Linked DNA regions of Mus musculus: regions 1 and 3 are each linked to region 2. A link is a contact called in public Hi-C data. All regions are on one chromosome and are shown on one strand. Each heading gives the region's core, a stretch centred on a gene start, on an enhancer-like site or on the middle of the called end of the contact. The rest is flanking DNA. Distances are from core to core; before and after follow the strand shown.

Region 1 (4,610 bases), core at 1,941-4,440, 210 kb after region 2:
CTGTAGACTTGTAGGCTGTTATGGTGGGTAGAATAGGGTACCTGTCCTCTAAGTGGGTGAAATATGCACATGGCACAGGACACTCATTTGAACTTCCTCATTTAAAACCAGAACAGAAGTGTCTTCTACAAACATTACTTCTTTGTTGCTTTTATCATTGCTCCTCATCCTCTTAACATCAACTGGAGTATGATGAGTGTCTAGGAAAATGAAGGAGGCAGTTGATTTTGAAGGAAAGAAAACTGAACCTGTGCACACTTGGAGAAGTGTAGAGAGTTTGAGATACCATGAAAAAACAAAAAAAAAAAAACAACAAAAAAACCAAAACCCTGGATCTAAGATCCTTCCCCCACACATAGGAGATTTAAGAGAGGATTCTATTCTTGTCCCTTCCCAAGCCTATCTTCCCCTAATGCCCCAGCTGTTCACCTCACTCTCTACTCCCTTGTAGATCATGGATTTCTGTTCTCTAAAAGCAAAGGATAAGTCAAAAGGCATTTAAAATGATAAATGATAAAAATCTTGATTCATCTGGGCTTACCTTGGGATCAAACTGAGTTTGACATTGTTTGCTTGTTTGAACAGTATCTCACTGTGTCCTGGCTGTCCTGGAATTTGCCATGTAGAAGAGAATGGCCTGAAACTCACAGAGATCAATTCCCCTGCCTCTGCCCCGACTCTCCAAATACTGAGATTAAAGGTGTGTGGTTCCACATCTGGCCTCAAAGTGTTATGTAAGTATTATTTCTAGGGAAAAATTATTTATAAATTCTGACATACTTTTTCAATTAGCCACTTTTCCCTTTAGGGCTGGTTCTGTGAGGTTTGCTGTGTAAATCCAAAATAGTTTATATCTACTAGAAAGTAGATTTCAAACAACTTATGAGTTCTAGCATACAATTTAGAAGATTTTTCATAATAATAACAAAATTTAAAACTTCATATGCTCAAAACAAATACTATAATATTCTCAAAGATTTACTCAATTGGAGGTTTTGGAATTTTAATTGGAAGTGCCAAATTAATGATAAAATTATAAAAGAAGTATGGATTTTAGTAGATATATTTGCAATGGACCACTTTAAGCTCCCTCTCTCCATTTGTTTGGCCCTAACATGTATTATTTTATAAACCCGAGTTTTCTCTTGCAAACTTTTATTATGTCACTTAAAAGGTCATGTGTTTTATCTTTAATTTTTTATTAGATATTTTCTTTATTTACATTTCAAATGTTATTCTCTTTCCTAGTTTCCCCTCTGGAAACCCTCTCCCCCTTACCCCCCTCCCCCTTCTCACCAACCCACCCACTCCCTTCTTCTTGGCCCGGGCATTCCTCTATGCTGGGGCATATAACCTTCACAGGACCAAGGTATCTTTAATTTTTAAGTAAAAGTTTCCATTAAATTCATATGTATGTATGTATGTATTGTATTGTATAAATATGTATTTTCCAACAGAATTGAAAAATTAAAAGTGACGGACCAGAACAATGCCTGCTTCCATTCGTTATACTTCTGAAACAAAGTAAATAATTGGACTTTATTATTTCCAGTAAAACTCAGCTTTCGTATTTGAAGAATAATTACATTAACTTTTGTGACCTAAAGTTCTGCCTTTTTATAGTTATTGAGGCGACATTAACATTTTGTTACATTCTAGTTCTGGAGAGTAAAAATTGATAAAGTGTCTTTCCTCCTCTGTTCACAGCTTAGCATAGGCTTAAGGGACCTTAAAGTATACAGTTGTCAAAATGTACCTGAGACTTCTCAGTTCTATTAGAGCCACTTGTGATAGGTCAAATGAAAGGAGCCTTGCTCCTATGGGACTGGGAGAATTTCTCATGTCACTTTGAGGGGAAAAAAGGTAAAAAAAAAAAAAAAAAAAAGCCCTAATATATTACAGGGATGTTTCTTGCAATTAGAATAGCAAACACAGGTAGTGCAGGTTCAAAACTGCTTACCAAGTTGTTTATAGCTCTTTCCCATGGTCTCCCGAGGCCACGGAGACAAGGCTGTGGTGTGAGCTCTCTCCTCACACCGTAATGCACATTAACAGTGACACCTTGTTAAGGGTCCTTTTGTCACTTCCTTAGAATCATAGACATCCCACCCAATTAAAATTGTTCATTGTGAAAACCAAAGAAACCCAGCCCAGACAAGCCTCTCAGATGCTAGAAGCGAGTCTTGCTTAACTCAGCCACACAGTGGCTGCCTTGGCCCCCGGAAAATAAACATATCTTTTGCATATATGCTCTCATGGCTGCCAGCACTCTGCCAAGGAGAAGTGCTATTCTAAATGAAGATTCTTTCTGTATCAGCAGGAAGAATTTATATCCAGTCAGAGAGAAAGCGGAGAGCAGCTCTTGTTGTTCGTCACATTTTAGTGCAGGGAAGTGCTTTGCCCTAAAGGTGCCAGGTAAAGAGAATTGCCAAGTAAAGAAAATTTATTGAATGCGTTTTCCAAAAGAGAAGTATATCTGACATTTTTGTTTCTAGGGTCTCAGAAAAAAATAACTCTCCTTAGTCCTTATACCAAGGAAGGACAAGCATAAAGGAAATAGCAGTTTCATTCTGTCTTGGAACGCATGCACATAAATGTTTTCTATTTAATCATCTGTAATTATCTTAAGCTTCTCTTTATTCAGATGTCTGTCTGCGCCACACCCCAGAATACTAAACTTACTGAGTCCCTCTTTCTGTGCCTTCTCCTTTAGGGGAGCCACAAATTGTGAGTCCACACATCTGCCCCTTCCCCACTCCCACCCCCACACTTTAGAGTAGCATTCCCCAAGGAACCCAGTCAAATTTGCCTGTCTTAAAAGCCCGTGGGGTCTATGACCATTCCGAGGGTGGATGTACACTCTTCACATGACTTTGACAAACACTAAGGGTCACTGGGACATTCCATCCTTTCAGCCCTCCTCAGCAGGTTACCCTTTATTTGATGTGGTTACAGGAATCCTTCCTCGCTGTTGAAAGTGATCTTTGAAGTGAACATTTTGTCTATTCTGGAACTTTAGAAATTTGGGGCTTGAGTGAAAACAACAAACAAGCCACAACAACAAAAACCAAAACAGCAAGACAACAAAAGGGATCCATCGAATAAAATAACACCTAGTTTGAGATCCGATTCCCTCTTGCTTCGCGGAAAGGGTGCTTCTCTCTCTGGTCGGAGCACGGAGACTCCAGCTCTCTGTTCTGACTTGGTCAGGAACAAGGCGAAAGATTCCACCTCTGGGCAGGTACAATATGTTAGCTAGGGAAGGGCTGCTCCTGTGGAAGGATGACAACAATTAGCACATGCTACTCATTAACAAACGGAGATTAGAACGCAGCCGAAATGGCAAGCTGCCATCAGCGCGCGGTAGTTACGGGGCAGTTTAATTTCTAACGAATGTGAGCGCTGGATCAGTAACAATATTCGACAAAACGCCGCCTGCATTCTCTTATGGCTTTCATTACCAAATTGAAAATCTGTGTAGATTTCTGAAAATTACTTTTAAATGTAGCCAATCTCCTAGACTGCAAGGCTTGATTTGCTGGTGAGGGAGCCCTGCTGTGAGATTTTAATGAAAGATCATAGTGGCCCTCCAAGGCCGGCAAAGAGCTATGGGCCCTGGAAGACCCGAAATAATCTGTTTTACTTTTAATGGCAGCCATTTTATATTCATTAAGATCAAAATGCAGTTTTGCAGGCAAATTGCAAAGCTGTTCCACTCACAGCTTGAGAACCTGGAGGCCCTACAGCTTTTTATCTTGTTCATAAGCAAATATGCAGTTAATATCTTTTAATATGCTTTGATGCTTGCTACCTTATGGGTACATTGTACCAGAGGTTAGGGAACTGCATGTTTCCTTGGCACAGTCAGCTCGAACTAAAGCCACCGTCCTTTTATTTCCATAATGGTAGAAGAAATGAGTCTCTTTTTATCCCCCTCCCCATTTTTTTTAAATGCAAGCTCTGCTCAAATAAATTGTAAAGCACCGTATAGTGTACATTCAGGGTCTCAGTGAAAGCACAGTTTTTCTCTGGGATCCATCTGTTGGTGGTTTGTATTATTTAAATTTATACAGTCACATTATTTGAATGTAAACAGCCAAATAAGATAGGATCAAATCATTGGCATCTGGAAACGGCTCTCATCCTCTTTGATTGTGAGGTTGTCTGCATTAATAACGGCGTTCTAAAGGCTGTGATTCCACCTGATATACCGTATGACCCTAGCAGTTGTGATCTTATCAGGGTTTTAGTGTAGTAGAAAATGAAGGTATTTTGCAGCTCATTTCCAGCAAAGCTAGTTTGCATTATCTGCTGTCCAGAACAGTCCTGCTTGTTGGGTGCCTTATAAAACACCTCCATACCCTTTCTGATTTGCAGTTGTACTTCCGGTCTAGAATCATGTTGTAGATTAATTTCCATCAGACTTCTTATAGAAAGCAAATGACATTATGCTGAATGGGGGGAGGGGGCGGTGGCAGGGAAACAGGGAGGAAGAGAGAGAGGGGGTGGGGGGGAAAGAGGGAGGGAGAGAGGGAGGGAGGGGAAGGAAGATGGAGATAAACCTTCCTTACCCAGTATATTCAGTTGCTATCTCTGAGACAAGAGCAAAC
Region 2 (4,892 bases), core at 2,329-4,828:
CTCATTTATTTATTTGCATTTTAAGGGGGATTCTCTTGAATGTATGTGTATTTGGATGTGTGTGTGTGTGTGTGTGTGTAATTATGTGTATTGTCTCAGCCAGAGAGAACCTTAGTAAGCCGTCCAGGTATCGGTGCACAGGAACAGGGATGAAGACAGGGCAATGGGCTGTACTCACACATTACAGTGACCAAGAACCAGAAGCCGAGACAAGGGTGTACATTTGTGGTCTCATAGTAGATCTCTGACTTCATTCTGTGCTCTAAGAAAAACAGACTTTTCATGAGTCATTTCAAGAAATACTTTCTCACAGCCCCTTCAAAGCCTTGTTGTGTAGTATTCCTGGGAACATTCTCACCTGGCTGTGATGGTGTCTGGCTTTCAGTGGGGGCCATAGGGGAAATGCAATGCGACAAATGAGTTAGTGTGGCAAAGGTGACTTGGGACTAGGCTGAAAAAGTTGTTAAAATTCATTTCTTATATGGTAAGCCATATCTAATTTCAGAAATTGATTTTTATCAGCCACAATCAGGAGTGACTTTCTGTCTGCAGTCTGTTGTCACACAGGCACTTTCTCCTTTAAGGACATTTGTCTCTCAAAGCTGGGAAGAACACCCAAGTGTGTGAGTGATACACTTTGAATCCCGTCTGCTGATCTACCTGTCAGCCATCCCAGAGTCCTCCTTGTTTCCCCTTTTTTACTGTTCAGGCCCTCCAAAGAACATTATTGTCCCAGCAGACCTTCTATCCAAGGACTGTTGATCACAGCCCAAGAGCTGTCATCTATTTGCATTCTCTGGATGCCTCATTATTCACAACATTTGATGTCCATAAAAACACATTAAAACTATTTCCTTGAGCAAAAATAATCAGCTCTCTGCTGTACATATCATTTGTATACTCAAATTGTAAAATGTAAATTGATATATAAGAAAATGGCCCATTAACTTTTTCATTAATGACAATCCGACATTCTGTGTACCGGCTGTGGGAGGATCCTGCCTTCACGTTAGCAACCTAGAGGGTGAATGGACCCTCCTCCGCCTTCCTTTCTAATTTCATAAAAATGATGGATGTCGTCAAGCAGGGATTCTCTTAAGGATCTTATTTGTCTTAAAATATGGAACCTTTGATTCATCACAAAGATGAACCACCCTGGTGTACAGGATGGCTCCTGTTTTTAAAAAAAGGAGAAAAATAATTATTTACTATTAGAATATGCCTGGAGGACAAATCTGCCTAATATGTAATTGTTTTCAAATGTTTATCATATTCCAAGTCGTTAATTATATACTTCCATATTATATCGAAAAGAACAAAATCTGAAACTATTCTTAAAATGGATATATTGTGGTCAGATCACTGTCATGACATGCAAATGCTCAGCCCTAAAATACTGGATGAAACTTTTTATTATGAGATAGGGGCAGTTTTATTAAATTTCGTTTGGATTTTCTTTGATTGCTTGTCCAGGAGAGTTTAACGCATGCTGTTTATACAAGTGAAGACTGACTGGATCACCCATCCCCATTTAGTGTTATTAGAAGCCTTGTTGTTGCAGGGTACAAGATTTGACTCCTATAGAGCCTACAAGGCCAGTTGTTGGGCTGTAGCATTTGATTACAATATAGATTAATAATGTGTCCATCACAGATACATCATGCACTAAGAGATAAAGAACATCTGATACTGAGAAATAAAATCTGCCTTCGGTAAATTACATAGAAAAATTACACAGTACATTTAAATTACCATTTGCTTAGCAACGTGCCCTTGTAGCCATTCCAGTGGGGCTATAAAATGATCGATTTACTTTAATTTTCTACTGAATCCTAAAAAAAAAAAAATAAAAAATGGCTATCAGTAACCTATCCCTTCATCATAGCATGCTGATTCACTCTGTGTATTAAATTTACTGGCAAGAAGCAAGACGTTAACAAAAAGTAACAGATAATGTGAACATTTCATGCATAATCTGTAATATGAGATATGTATTAATAGGGAAATTATGATGCATTCAATTATTCTGAAATGCCTTCCAGAGATGTTTTGATTTGGCTGCGCTGGGATAGTAGCAGCACAGCAGGGAGCGTCTCAAGTGATGAATAACCTAATCTCCTAATCTCAAAATGGGCACTGTTCACAGCTAGCCAGGGAGAGGCTAGTGGGAGAAACTGCACTTTGCAGGCACTGCCACTAAGATGAATCTAGCAAAAATAACGATTCTTACAACAACAACAACAACAACAACAGAAGCAGCAGCAGCAACAACAGCAACAACAACACAGCCAGCAGTGCATCTTGCCTCCTTGCAACCTAGCCTTCTCAAAATTAAGAAACGAAATGCACATTTGTAATGAGCACTCTTTCGTCCCTTGTGGTTGCTCCAGTCTATATTCTGAGTGGCACCTCTCCACTCTCCACTGCAAAACTTAGAAGACAAAAGGCTATAAAAAACGATGGCACTCACATTAGTGCTGTTAGGACTTGGGTGTTTATGAGACATTATGCATGCACAAGAACCCGTACTAATTTGCCACGTTTCGTGCACACCTGGGATGATCTTTTCCACGTACACATTTGTTCTCCCCTCTCCCCAATGTCTGAAGAAAGCCCATCACAAGAAACTGTTCATTTTCTAGCGTAAGCCCTGGGCTCTATAAGACTTCCTGGGTGTAATTAAGCGGCTGCGTTTACTTCTTGGTGTGGGGAACAATGGTCTGACTCCTTGAAGAGGTCAAGCGGGATTTATTTTATTGTGTACAGAGTCGGAGCAGTGGAGGATGTGTCATCACAGTACGTGGACATTCCTTTGCCATTTCTGTGCACACATCCATCCATCCCCAATGTCAGGTCTAGATTGTAAATTAATTTTTCCTCTCTGATTTACTCCTTTCTGGAGATCATTGCTACAATACTATTAGGTAATACTCTGCTGCAAGGAAAATAAGTCCCGAGAAAAATATGCAGTGTGTGTATGCCTTCCCCCGCCCTCAAATTACTTGATTGCAGCAGGTTCACTTTTTGATTAATGCAATTTTGCATAAGGTAATATGACACGAGTGTATTGCTTTTCAGTAATTATTCAGTGGAGTTAATATGGCAGACTTCTTGAAGAAAAATTAGTACCATGGCGTCTCATTTCTCTAAATCCCCAGCACTGTTCAGTAGGGTAACAATAATAATTATGTATAAATAAATAAATTTCTTTTATCAATGTTCACTTGGATCGGAAACAACGGGCAGCTTCCTCCCCAACCAGAGCTCTAGCGGCTATACTTTTTAATTAGCAGTGTTCCAAGGGGCAGGGATGAGTCCAAGCGCAGCTTTGTCATGCTGCAGTTTGGGAGACTGACACAGTGGTTTTTATAACAAGGATCTTTGCAGTCTAATCATCGTGTGAAATTATGTGCGCATGTTGCCTTTCTCTTTCCCGGCTACCTTTGGATTAGAGCCTAAAACCAAGAAGCAAAGGCAGTAGACTGCTCTTGCAAAGCAGCCTGCTCTCCTTTAGGTCTGGTTTCATGTGAGCAACACTTCAACCCGGCAAGACACTGTTCTGTTTAACTAGCCCTTGCTCACGGGTCCCAAGCCTGCTATTACATTTCCTTGCCCGTGATACATGCTTCACAGTGCGCTCTTCTCGCTAATCATGGTTTAGCAAACAAGGAAGGAGAGGGCCCCATTTTATGAAACTTTCTGATGAGTGATGTTCAGTTTATTTCAGTCTTTAGTGTACTAGAATGTACAATTGCTCTAAAGATAAATAAAAGATTCAGCCGAGTGCCACTGGAGAGCCGCGCAGCATGTCTCTGGCATGGCTTGAGACTTATCTGATTTGGATTTGTATACCTCATGGGGAATGGCAAAATATTGGAACAGACGGCTTGATATTTCCGAAGAATATAGTGGGCTTTATTAGCACCAGTTTCACTCCCTGACTGACGGCTTTTTCAAATTTTTTATCTTATTAATCCGTGCTACTGTATGTAAATGTTATTCCTCTCTGCATAAGGGAGGCAACCAGCGATTTGTAATAAATGCCTATGAGTGCCTGAGGCTACACTTAAACTTTAAAACATCTATTATTAAGTTGCAAAAAACCACTGTAATGGCCAATAGTGACCTCACAGGAATTTTAAACTGTGGTCTGCTCTTCTGCATTAAAAACAAAACAAAAAAAAAATTGCCTCCAGTTAGAATTATGAGCAACGCTATTTTAACAGCTGCATTTTGATTATTAAAGTGTGTTTTACAACTGAATTACAATGCTTTTATGGACTCTAGGTATAAGATTTTAAAAGGTCATTAAACATAGTCGGGTTTTGTCACAGTGGGTGTCACTGTGTACAATGGACACTACACAATCTATTTTATGTCACCACACTTAGGATTTCAAATAGGATTCAAGAACATTGTAGTTTGTTTAACCATTTAGATGGCTACAGACCTCTCAAAGACAGTGACAGTTTGCAGTTGGAGATGACTACTTCCATTATTATTTTATTAATTTGACAAGAAGTCCTACAGATTTTCAGTGTATCACTGATCCATTTGTCCCAGAAATAATTAAAATCGCAGCCTGGAGCAACAGACAACAGATCCACTCTGGCAAATTAATGTTCAAAAATACATCACTTGTACTGTAGCCAACTCTTTAGTCCTGTGACACTTGTCCATTTTCTCCCTCTGATCATATGTGGGCTCGGTGACAATAGATATTGACCTCAAGTGTAGATTTTCCAAATGCAGGGTCTTACACGCATTGATCCATTATGTCGTGTGCTGGATACTGTATGCAATGTTTACATCTCTAGACACAGAATCCAGAATGGAGTTGCAGAGATTTCTCAGGACCCCCACAGGCAGCTCAGCAAAGCAGCAAACATGAA
Region 3 (4,976 bases), core at 2,324-4,823, 150 kb after region 2:
AAGAAGAAGAAGGAGAAGAAGAAGAAGAAGGAGAAGAAGAAGAAGAAGGAGAAGAAGAAGAAGAAGAAGAAGAAGAAGAAGAAGAAGAAGAAGGAGAAGGAGAAGGAGAAGGAGAAGGAGAAGGAGAAGGAGAAGGAGAAGGAGAAGGAGAAGGAGAAGGAGGAGAAGGAGGAGGAGGAGGAGGAGGAGGAGGAGGAGGAGGAGGAGGAGGAGGAGAAGGAAGAAGGAGGAGGAGGAGGAGGAGGAGGAGGAGGAGGAGGAGGAGAAGGGGAAGGAGAAGGAGAAGGAGAAGGAGAAGGAGAAGGAGAAGGAGAAGGAGAAGGAGAAGGAGAAGGAGAAGGAGAAGGAGAAGGAGAAGAAGAAGAAGAAGGTGGCGGCGGCTACATGGACAGCTAACCTCTCTTCAGCTCTGCACCTCTCCCAGACTTGACACAGCCTGACAATATTAAGTCCAGCAATTTGAGGTGGACAATGAGTGTGTCTCCCCACAATGTGATGACTTTGGCGATTGGAGTCTGGAATCAAATTGGTAGTATTATTAGTGCCTGAAGCATAGCTCTTATGGGCAGTTGTGGGGTCTTTTACTTAGGCACCCGGCTGAGTAGGTGTACTGGCTAGTTTTGTGTCAACTTGACACAGCTGGAGTTACCACAGAGAAAGGAGCTTCAGTTGAGGAAATGCCTCCATGAGATCCAACTGTAAGGCATTTTCTCAATTAGTGATCAAGGGGGAAAGGCCCCTTGTGGGTGGGGCCATCTCAGGGCTGGTAGTCTTGGGTTCTGTAAGAGAGCAGGCTGAGCAAGCCAGAGGAGGCAAGCTAGTAAGGAACATCCCTCCATGGCCTCTGCATCAGCTCCTGCTTCCTGACCTGCCTGAGTTCCAGTCCTGACTTCCTTTGGTGATGAACAGCAGCATGGAAGTGTAAGCCGAATTAACCCTTTCCTCCCCAGCTTGCTTCTTGGTCATGATGTTTGTGCAGGAATAGAGACCCTGACTAAGACAGTAGGCAAGTGTGGGCTGGAATCTAGCCCTGCTGCTGCTTGCCAAGCTGTATGCCCCAGGCTGGGTCTGCATTGGGCAGAGGAAAGGGCCTTTCTGCAATGCATCTGCCAGGGTGGAATAGCATTTTGTTACTTGCACAAAGAAGCCCTGTGTTCTAGAGTTGGCCTTGGCTGAAAATAATATTGGGTTGGTCGTGTCTTGTCCTATCACTACAATGGACCAATCCTGCACCCCACTAACCCATGAATGGGAAGAGGAATGAGCATTCTGATGTTGGTATATTTTATTAGAAACCAAGAGAAGGTGGCATCCTCTGCAGTCTTCCTTTAGGAAACCAGGAGTCTTCAGGGAGTACATCTTTGGGTTGATATGGAAATTAGGAGGGACAGCAGAGAGGCCTAACCTAATCTGGTGATTTAAACCTGAGTCTAGTTCCAGAGATCTCTGATGCTCATCTTCCTGAGCCTTGCTTTCTTCCATAATATAGGTATTAATTCTTTTAGGATCTCAAAAAATAAAGCTTGATCATATCCATTCCTAACTCTTAACTTATCCTAGATCTGTCCCTTTTCTCTGTCATTCCAACCACAATTAATAACCCATTGACTACAATTTGCCATGTCCATATACTTCTGAATATGGAACCATCCACTGGAGTGTAGTCCTCCTATCAAGAGCCAAGCTCTGGAAGAAAGCTCACTCTTTCTTCCTTAGAAGCCATCAATTTTCAGTTACAGATGGGAGCTCATGAATTGCTTCCCAATCGATAGTAGACACTTGATTGAGTTGACCATATGAAGGCAGCCACAACTGCTAGGAGTTCATGGGGAAAACAGTCTCATCATGTGCAGAAAAGTCTGCTTTGTTCCATTCCTTCCTAATGTCTGTCTCTAACCAATTAATGAAAGAAAGAAGATGGATGGATTTTAGATGATAGTTCCAGAAGTTTCCATCTGTGGTTGTTTTTTCTCACAACTTGGACATTGCATTTATATTTACAAACTGCACTATGATATACATCCACAATGGTTAAACCATAGGAAAAAAGGAGAAAGAAAAGAGCTCTATTCATGCTTGAAATTATCCAGTACCTGTGAACTTGTTGGTGGATTTAGCTATTTGCTATAAGGTTCAAATTACTCTGTAGTGTGATCTCCAAGGCTTGCTGATCAGTATGAAAAAAAGTGGTGGTGTTATAGTGCCCAAGTCTTGCCCAATGTCCTAGAAAGAGGCATTTGTCCTCTAAGGAAGAAAGAGTGAGCTTTCTTCCAGGGCTTGGCTCTTGATAGGAGGACCACACACACTCCTCATTTGTCCTAAGATAGCAGAGAGGGATATTTGGCTGTGTTCATAGATTGGATATTTTTAATAGAGAGGGTCTCAGTAGGAGGACCTTGATACCTTAGTGATACCAAGGCTACTACTAGAAAAGTCCAAGGTTTTGAGGAACAGAAAATTTTAATTTTTTCAGGACTAGCAACAAGATACTTCTATACAGAAGCTCTCTTTTTATTCTCTGTGGTTCCATCCCAATCTTCTCTCCTTAGGGACAAGTGCTTTTGTGGTTGTCCTTGTTGTTGCTGCAGCCACTGCTGCTGTTGTGTTTGTGTGTTTTTCATTTGTAAATCAGACAAGCATGATTTAAGGCTTTAAGTACAGTCTTTGTAACTGGGCATTTGGTCAGTATTATTTTCTTTGAAAAAGAATTAAGACATTTTCCCCATTTATTTTCTGATACTAAGATGTTTGCAGTGTGTTACTTTCAGAGTCATGTAGGAATATTCTCTTTAGTCAAGCTTTAGTTTATGAGATGTGAATACCTACATACCCTTACTATTATTTTTATCTCCCATTGTTTTTAAATGGGCATGCTGTGGAAGCCAGACCAGTCATGTCGTGAGCTAAGCTGGACTGAATTGTTGATGGACAGAGAATGAGTTTACTAGGAGATTTATCCAATCCTTTTGAAAGCAGATTATGAGTGAGAACATAGGTAAAGATGAATCCATATATACTGCTCTTCTATATGTTCCTGTCACAAGCAAACACAACATCAGAAACTGCAGGGGAAGAATGCTTGTGTCTGATTGATGTCTATGCTCTAGACTCCGGACCACAGACACTAACTTTGCCTTGTCCTGAATCAGCCCCCATTCTCCCAAAGTAAATAGACTGAATTTCTTTTAGCTTTTTTTTTTTCAATTAGCTATCAAGATTTGAGGTGTCACCAAGTGTCCCCCAGGCATGGAAGGCCCCTCTCACAATGTCTGATGAGCATAAGCTTCCGCTGCCTTTTTACCAGCTCTCTGCTCTCCTATTAGTGCTCTCCAAGATAAATGCAGCCACACAAGCATTTTCTTCCTGGCTCCCACCACATTGTAGAGATGGCGGCGCTCCTGCCCTCTGTTTGTATATAGAACTGTCTGAAATGCATTTGGGATCTCTTGAGGTGAAAAGAGTTATATAAACAGAGAATGTTATTATGGATTCTTACTACAGATGGAAATGACTGGGTATTCTCAAAATAAATAACATTTCACATTTTTATAGATATGTAACATAATATGCATGTGTGTGTATTTATATGCTTTCCATCTTGAATACACAGCCTCTCCTTCCCCAGCACTTGGATAAGCCATTCATTTTGCCTCCTGCTTTTCTGATTCTCTTCTTAAGAATTCATTTAATTGTTGCCAGCGTTTGGAGAGTTAGGATGAAGCGGTTGTAGGCATCCTACTAGCTCCTGCCAGATAAGCAGCTACAGCAGTGAGGAGAGCTGAACACTGAAAACACTTAAGTTTTGTTTTTCCACTTCCCTCTAAAGAGAGATCAATCAGCTTGTGGCTCAGCATAATTACAAATGGAAGATCCTAGGAGATGTGCTGAGTTAACTTACTCACTGGGACGCCCCTAGGTCCAGAAGCTGCATGTTTGGATATGGTGGGTGTTCTTATCGCTCTAACCTTATTAAACCTGTTTGTTTTCTTTGAGTTCTGGAGGGCATAGCATGCCACCTCACATTTATATTGATCTGTTTCAGTAAACCAAACCAATCCAAAACAAAACAAAATTAAAAAACAAAACAAAACAAGTGAATAAGTAAATGAATGATAGAGTTATCCTTTTTAGAAAAGTTCCATCCCCACAAGGAAAATCTGAAGTATGGGATCCTATGCCCGAGATTTGCAGAAAAGAGCAAAGACACCAAAGATTTATTGAGAGCCAGAGAGAAGAAAGATTGGCATCTACAAGTCTAGGCAACACAAGGCAGACAACAGCTGGCTTTGCCAGCCCCACCTGGCTCCAGTACAGGACAGTCTAGCATCCTTGGCAGTGGCTGATGGGAGAGACAGACAGAAGCCAACTGCCCGGAGGCTGGCCAGTTCTGGTAGAGAAATGTATGAGGAAGGAGAGGTAACTGGGTGGTAAGGCCTCAGGCCCTCAGTATGGTGCAGAGAAAATGACTGACTTTTGGGAATTCGGTCCAATTAGTTCTCCTTTCACAGGCAGCCATCTGGAGATGTCTGCTAGGCGACTGAACCATAATTGGGAGGCAGACCCAAGTCACAAATTTCAATTTTTAAAAGGATTTGCTAAGATTTTTAGGTAAGATCCATAGAGTTCAGGGTATAGTATACAAACAGGGCTTTTGCTGGGTGCTGAGGTCTGAAGCAAAAGGGGACTAATTGTTGTAGCGAGTTGATGACACTGTGATGGTTAACCTTTAATGACCATGTCCTAGGTGCCAGAATCTACCACATGTGTCAGCCTGCTCCATCCTCAGAAGCTCTTCTAATGGAGCCATTGTTATCATTTCCAGTTTAAAACAAGGAAATCAAGTTTAGGAAGTTTAAGCAATGTGCTCAGGGTCACAGAAGTAGACAACTTAGTGGAGATTTGAAGACAAGCTGTTCAATTCCTAGCTTCCATCCTCAGCAAGCAAGACAAAGGAATGACTTTATGTTTCTAGAGTT

Evidence for each region. A called contact is a pair of places that touch in the nucleus more often than the background predicts.
Region 1: a Hi-C map of cortical neurons shows a contact between it and region 2, with 1.9 times the contacts expected there. The contact joins two enhancer-like sites. A contact is called at or near these places in 1 of 39 promoter capture datasets (hippocampal neurons), 15 of 484 Hi-C or Micro-C datasets (cerebral cortex, cortical neurons, cumulus cells and 5 more), 1 of 115 datasets of contacts at active chromatin or transcription factors (embryonic limb bud) and 2 of 9 other capture datasets (adipose tissue and pancreatic islet).
Region 3: a Hi-C map of forebrain shows a contact between it and region 2, with 2.5 times the contacts expected there. The contact joins two enhancer-like sites. A contact is called at or near these places in 7 of 484 Hi-C or Micro-C datasets (the AML12 cell line, cerebellar granule neurons, cerebral cortex and 4 more) and 2 of 115 datasets of contacts at active chromatin or transcription factors (embryonic forebrain and neural progenitor cells).

What each region holds. Positions count from the first base shown.
Region 1 is chr11:25,644,136-25,648,745 of GRCm38.p6, reverse strand. 5730522E02Rik (RIKEN cDNA 5730522E02 gene) reads left to right here. Exons shown (of 6, transcript NR_027973.1): 4 at 586-734. Among named protein-coding and RNA genes, the nearest start is that of Gm23514, 39 kb to the left of the region's middle. Within about 2 kb of position 3,190, at least 15 of the 459 cell types and tissues checked have an H3K27ac peak or open chromatin away from gene starts, as enhancers often do. A contact at or near this core is called in cortical neurons, forebrain and hippocampal neurons, where this site is marked.
Region 2 is chr11:25,854,612-25,859,503 of GRCm38.p6, reverse strand. The region is part of intron 2 of 5730522E02Rik (RIKEN cDNA 5730522E02 gene); the gene reads left to right. Among named protein-coding and RNA genes, the nearest start is that of Gm51856, 74 kb to the right of the region's middle. Within about 2 kb of position 3,578, at least 26 of the 459 cell types and tissues checked have an H3K27ac peak or open chromatin away from gene starts, as enhancers often do. A contact at or near this core is called in cortical neurons, forebrain and hippocampal neurons, where this site is marked.
Region 3 is chr11:25,709,453-25,714,428 of GRCm38.p6, reverse strand. The region is part of intron 2 of 5730522E02Rik (RIKEN cDNA 5730522E02 gene); the gene reads left to right. Among named protein-coding and RNA genes, the nearest start is that of Gm23514, 27 kb to the right of the region's middle. Within about 2 kb of position 3,573, at least 9 of the 459 cell types and tissues checked have an H3K27ac peak or open chromatin away from gene starts, as enhancers often do. A contact at or near this core is called in cortical neurons and forebrain, where this site is marked.